2 separate regions of the Zea mays genome follow, and region 1 is linked to region 2. A link is a contact called in public Hi-C data. All regions are on one chromosome and are shown on one strand. The core of a region is the stretch at or near the end of the contact, and the rest is flanking DNA. Distances in the headings are between cores, read along the strand shown. Region 1 holds the start of LOC100273874 (S-adenosyl-L-methionine-dependent methyltransferase superfamily protein). Region 2 has its middle 6.7 kb from the start of LOC100193815.

Region 1 (2,764 bases), core at 6-2,505, 430 kb before region 2:
AAAGTTCGATCGATTGAATAGGTGGATGGAGAGACCGCCGGTTGGCACCTGGGTCTTGGCACCGCATATGAGGTTGACGGCATCGGCCTGCGCCTGGAACCGCGACGGGGCGTAGTCGCCGTTCCGCATCCACTCCGAGTTGTCTATGCAGATCATCGTCGCCTGCAGGGGAAAGCCAATCGAGGGGAGGAGATTAGTTGGGGATCGAGTTCACGGAGCGAGAAACGGCAGCAGGGCGCATGTCGTACCTCGAGCACCATGTCGCCGCCGCTGTCAGGGAAGGGCTTGCGCTGGTTTGCGGAGCAAGAGAAGAGAAACAACTTGGGAAAGGCTCAGGTGAGCTCTCTCTCCTAGACGCCCGACCGCGAGAAATTCGCTTGATGCACAGTGGTAGCAGGTAACAGACCACCGAATGCGGGCCCTTTCGTAATTCAACTTAGCACAGCACTTTTGGGCCCAGTCCGTGAGAATGTGAGATCTATAGGCCCAAAAAACTCCTGGAAGCCCAACATGCGCGGCGGCTGCGCCTCTGGCGAGTGGCGACTGGCGATGTGAGCCGAGAGAACAGAGAAGCCGAGCTCGATCCGCCAAAGAAGGCGGCGTTATCGATCCCTGCAACTGCAAGCTCTAAGGTCCTGTTAGAGAACAAAGTTTTTGAAAACCACAGTTTTTAAAATACTATAATATACTTTAGCCATGATAATACCGTAGTTTACAATACCGCAGTTTTGAAAACTGAGGTCCAGACCTAAGTTTAGAATACCTTAGAGCATCTCCAACAACGTGACCTATAAAAATACCTTATAATTTAAAAATAAGTAAATTTTATATAATTTAGGGCACCAACAAAGCACCCCGCTCCAACAGTAAAGCCTCAAATCTAGATTATAGGGCAGCTCACTACGGTGTAGTATATTTGAGGCATTTGAGAGGATGCCCTATAGTTTTTTGACAAAATTTGTTGAATTGAGTCACTGTTGGAGTGATTTTTCCTGTGTAGAGCCCTATATTTCAATTTGAGGCACTAGTTTAAGGCATTGTTGGAGATGCTCTTAAGACAACTATAGTATTTGCAATACTTCAGTTTTGAAAACAGAGATTTTAGTCAGCTTGTCAAACACCATTCTGTATATAATACTGCAGTATTTGAGAATACTGCAGTATTTTTCCAAAACTGTGAAAAAACTTCACTCCCAAACACCCCCTAAATCCGAATGACCAAATCGAACTAGTCCTCAATATCTCTCAGGTGCTCGCCACGAACAAACGTGACGCATCTCGAGCTCCGAGCCTCCGATGGACTCTTCCTCTCCATCCCCATCGTCAGCGCCCAGTGGATCCCGTGCCGCCTCCAATGCCACCCAGCGGTGGAGCATCCTTCGCCGCGCGCTGCTTGCTCGTTCCTCCTCCGCGCGCGCCCTAGGTTCCGCCGATTCCTTCCCTTATTTACCCCATGCAACATTTGCGTCCGCTTTGTTTTGTCGTTCATTCGCATCCGCTTCATCTTCGTCCGTCGAGCGATTCAAGAAGACGGGAAGACGTGCCTGTATAACAAGGCAGAAGGCAGCTTGCTCCTGCAAACAAGGAAGGCCCAAACGCTGCTCCTTGTGTTGTGGATTTTAGTTCAAGGCGATTAGTTTTGTGTTGAGATTTGAGCTGTTGGCCCTCTACTACACAATTAGGGGATGTTTGGGGCTACTGATGATAATGGGAACATTGGCATTTTGAGCCATCCTTGACTTTTCAGTAACGGTGAAAGCAAAATCCGTGCAGTAGTGATCCATTTCAGCTTTTAGCTCCCGTGTTTTGTGCTTGAACAATTCTGATCAAATGGTTTTAAATGCTCAGGAATATATATCGTCGCATGTCATGTTGATAGGTTACTGGGTTAATGTTAAAGCCTTAAGGGAGTTACTGCAATCTGATTTGGACTGAATACCTTAGCTTCAATGTGATGTTTAGGATTATTGTTTGAATAGTATATACTTTTGGAAATTATGTTAGTGCACATTTAAAATTAGTGTTTACCATGAAAGTGTAGGTGTAGCATGCACATTTAACCAGCGAAATAGAGTAAAGTGCGCTGACGGTCCCTAAACTTGTTCAAGTGGGTGTCAAGTCGGTCCCTAAACTCTCATAATGGCCGATTAGGTCCCTAAACATTGTTTCGATGTCATTTTAGTCCAATCGGCCGAGAATACGACCTGGTTAGCTGACGTGGTCTTGCCACCGTGTCGTCCACGTCGCACGACATGATTGGAGCAGGACGCGGCAAGGACCAGGCGGCGGCCATGTGGCAAAGCCGTGCCACGTGGACAACACGGAGGCAAGGCCACGTCAGCTACCCAAGTCTTGTTCACAGCAGATTGGACTAAAATGACATCAAAATAATGTTTAGGGACCTAATCTGTCATTCTGACACACCTGAACAAGTTTAGGGGCCGCCATTGCACTTTACTCCAGCCAAATATCATTATAAATGTTAGACTGTGTGTGTGAGTGGATCAGCACCACCGTTGGGCTGCCGGCCCATTAGGGTTAGGGTTGTGAGTATTCTTACATGGCATCAGAGGATTAGGGTTATGTTTCTCCTCCCACCCCACAGCAACAGCCGCCACTACTCCTACCTGAGCCGCCCCCGCCCCCGGGAGGCTCCTCCCTCCCGGGGCGGCACCTGCACCCGGCGCGGCGCGGCCCTCACGGCCGTCGGCTCCCTCGTGGCCACCGCGCCTCCTCCTCCGTAGCCGCCGCCCCCGTAAACGCC
Region 2 (2,969 bases), core at 77-2,576:
ATATCATTCTTTTTTCCTGAAAATAGTATTCATTTGTTTATGCCCCCTTTGTAGTTATTTAAAATCTTCTTGGTTCACGTTTTCAATAGATCAGTCCGCAAGAGCAATGAAACAGTAGAAACAAAGCTAAATAAGTTTCGAATAACTGTAAATAGGTTACCAACAGTTAGATAACTTTTTTTAGAAAAAAAAAACTGAAACATTTCACACATTTCCGATTTAAAATAGATTACTTATACATTTTATTGGTTAAAGCATATTTTTGTTATTTTTATAAAATGAAGGCCACCTTTGACACTAGTCAAGGGACCAAATTTGTCCGATTTCAACGGTTGGAGTTGGAGGATGTCTACTACTAGTACCCAGCTTTATAATTTAAGGTTGAAAACCAAACTTATGTGCAAGTTGAGGGTTGAAAAACACACTAATTATAATTTGGACGACGAAACTAGTATCACATGAAACAGAATTAACAGATGTACATAGGGGAATAAGTGGCCTTGGTAGGAGGAGTAAGCACAGTTGTTTTAGTTGTTCCTTTCCATTCGTGTGGTCAGCGCATAGAAATCACCAAAAGCTAGCTACTAGGCCTGAGGCGTGTGGGCCTGTCACCTCCCGCGATTTCTCTATTGCTTTCAGTGAGCTGAGCTGGGAGTACCTCCCCACCCTGAATTCCTGCAGGAGGTAATGGGTTTCAGTGACAAGATGTCAGCTCCGAAGGCAGCAGGGTGACCATCTGTTTTGCCGACAGCTATCGCAGAAAAGAGGAGCCGCATCTGCTCTAGACAGGCTAGGGGCATGCCCCAGCATACAAGATTTTTTTTTTGGTAAAAGCCGTCACGTACTGGTTACTAGTTAGATAACAGAAAATGTCTTGACTTGATAATTTGTCCATGTTTTCATGAATTTGTCGCGATTTTGAACACAACATGTTTCTGCTACGTCCCTTTAGTTTGTTCCATGCTCAAGTACATGTAGTATATGAAGGAACGCTAACAAACATTGATAAGGTCCCCCGTTCATGTTACTTTGTTATTTTGCCATAAGATGCTAGTGAACAAAGCCATGCATGTCTGCAGCGAGCCAAATCTATGGGCTATGGTACAGTGCAGCCAGTAACAATATTATATAATCAATGCTGAGGCGACTGATACACCTGAATGATTGGACGAAGGGTGCATGCAGATGGAGCAGGGACCGGTACACCTGGAGGACGGGACACTTTTTCTGAACCAAATCCAGACTCCCACCCACCCCAGCCCAGTTCTATTGGCAGTGCAGGGCACTTCAAGTCTTCAGTGTGGGGAACAAGAAGAGAACCTACTCTACTCACTTCCTAAAAGTTTTCACTTTTCAGCAGTCAGCACTGCAGTTCGGTACACCCCTACATGCATGGGCCCAATAGAGGGCGCGTGCGAGACTGAAAAAAAAAACAAAGGCAAGCACGTGCAGTGCCCCATTCTGTCCTGTGCACTGCTGACAGTCAAACCCTCAGCAGCTAGAGGAAGAGTATATATGCATGGTCTTGTTTACACGACTAGCTAGAGCTGTGAAATCTAGAGCTCCACAGTGCCCATGGATGTTTATTCCTCATTCATGCATGCATGTGAAGAGAGGCTAGAGATTTGACAGTGATTAGTTTAATGCGGAGGAGACTTGGGATGTTCACACTGCCCACTGCTCCCAAAGAGATCTGAATTAGGACCCAAGGGAACTCCGACCGAGGAATAAACAAGCTAGCCTGGGGTACTAGATGCTTTTTTGATGCAAACATTCGAAGGAACTGAAGAAAAGAGACGTACGCTGAAAGAATAGTAGTACTATATATATACTCTTTTATACATGTTTCGGGGAAGTGAAACTCTCCTGTTGCTTATATATTATATTATATACCCTGCCATTATGCCTCCACACGCTTGGACATGTTACATGACAAGAAAGAAGTCAACACGGAGTTGCACGTCAATTCTTGCTTGCTCATCTGTTATTGTTCATTCAATTGGAGGTTTGTTTAATCCCAGCTACTAGTACTAGTTCAGCACGAGGCTTCAAGTTTTTACACTTCCCCTGCAGCAGTACATGTCGCTGCATAGCCTGCTACAGCGCTCCTTATGCTATCTCCAACACATTTTCTATCTCATTTTCTATCTCACCTCCTATTCAAAATTTCATTCTACAAACAATGCTATATACAGTGCAACGATCTGTTGGAGACAGTCTTACAGGCGCATATATACATGCATGTACTGTCAGCAGCATGGAAGCTGGAATCAACGAGTCTGATGCGTAGATGTCCCAGAAGCTGAAACGACGACACCAGATTTGGCTCTAGCTAAGCTTCTGTGCGGTTGCTGACACGCAAGAGTAATCCTGCCATTATTCCTGTTGCTTCCCACGCTAGCCCAAACGCGCGCGGGAAGCATGCGGCAAGCACGTGTGCGTGCCCCCGGCCCGTTCCATCCATCTCTCCGAGTTCCTACCCAATAGGAAGGAGGAGATGTTCTTTCGATGGCAGATGAACTTGATACCTGACGGGGACTCCGGAGCTGAAACCTAAGCGCAGGACTGCGCCAGGCCACCGGCATGGCGTGGCGTCGGCTTTCAGTCTGTGCATGCTTCGTGTCAGAGCGTGACGCTTCGCCGTCCAAGAACTGCCTGATAGTCTCCATCAGCTTATTAGTGCCCGGGCAAACAAGCAGAATTCTGATGCACAAGGGGTGAATAGCGATAAACAAAATGTAAAAGGTATCGAGGTAGACGATGTTCTTGGAAGCAAAGCATGGTGCACGTACCAACCTCGTGCAGGTTTGGTGTAAAGTGCGTGCAGCTTTTCCTGCCTGGAGCCTGATAAAGAAAAGGCAGTAGTAATATATTCTTTTCCCTGACAAATGGCACATAACTCTCTTGAGAAAATAAGAATCCCTTGGGAAAATGGTGTTCCCAAACTAGCCTAAAAAAAGACTTCCATG

The links. A called contact is a pair of places that touch in the nucleus more often than the background predicts.
Region 1: a Hi-C map of ear shows a contact between it and region 2, with 1.7 times the contacts expected there. The contact joins the promoter of LOC100273874 here to the enhancer-like site in region 2.

The regions. Positions count from the first base shown.
Region 1 is chr9:149,309,938-149,312,701 of Zm-B73-REFERENCE-NAM-5.0, reverse strand. It overlaps LOC100273874 (S-adenosyl-L-methionine-dependent methyltransferase superfamily protein), which reads left to right and starts at 1,255. Exons shown (of 7, transcript NM_001360481.1): 1 at 1,255-1,423. The coding sequence starts at 1,297. It overlaps LOC100283637 (26S proteasome non-ATPase regulatory subunit 4), which reads right to left and starts at 352. Exons shown (of 11, transcript NM_001156538.1): 1 at 249-352; 2 at 49-162. The coding sequence starts at 260.
Region 2 is chr9:148,878,583-148,881,551 of Zm-B73-REFERENCE-NAM-5.0, reverse strand. No RefSeq gene overlaps it. Among protein-coding and RNA genes, the nearest start is that of LOC100193815, 6.7 kb to the left of the region's middle. Within about 2 kb of position 1,326, at least 11 of the 20 cell types and tissues checked have an H3K27ac peak or open chromatin away from gene starts, as enhancers often do. A contact at or near this core is called in ear, where this site is marked.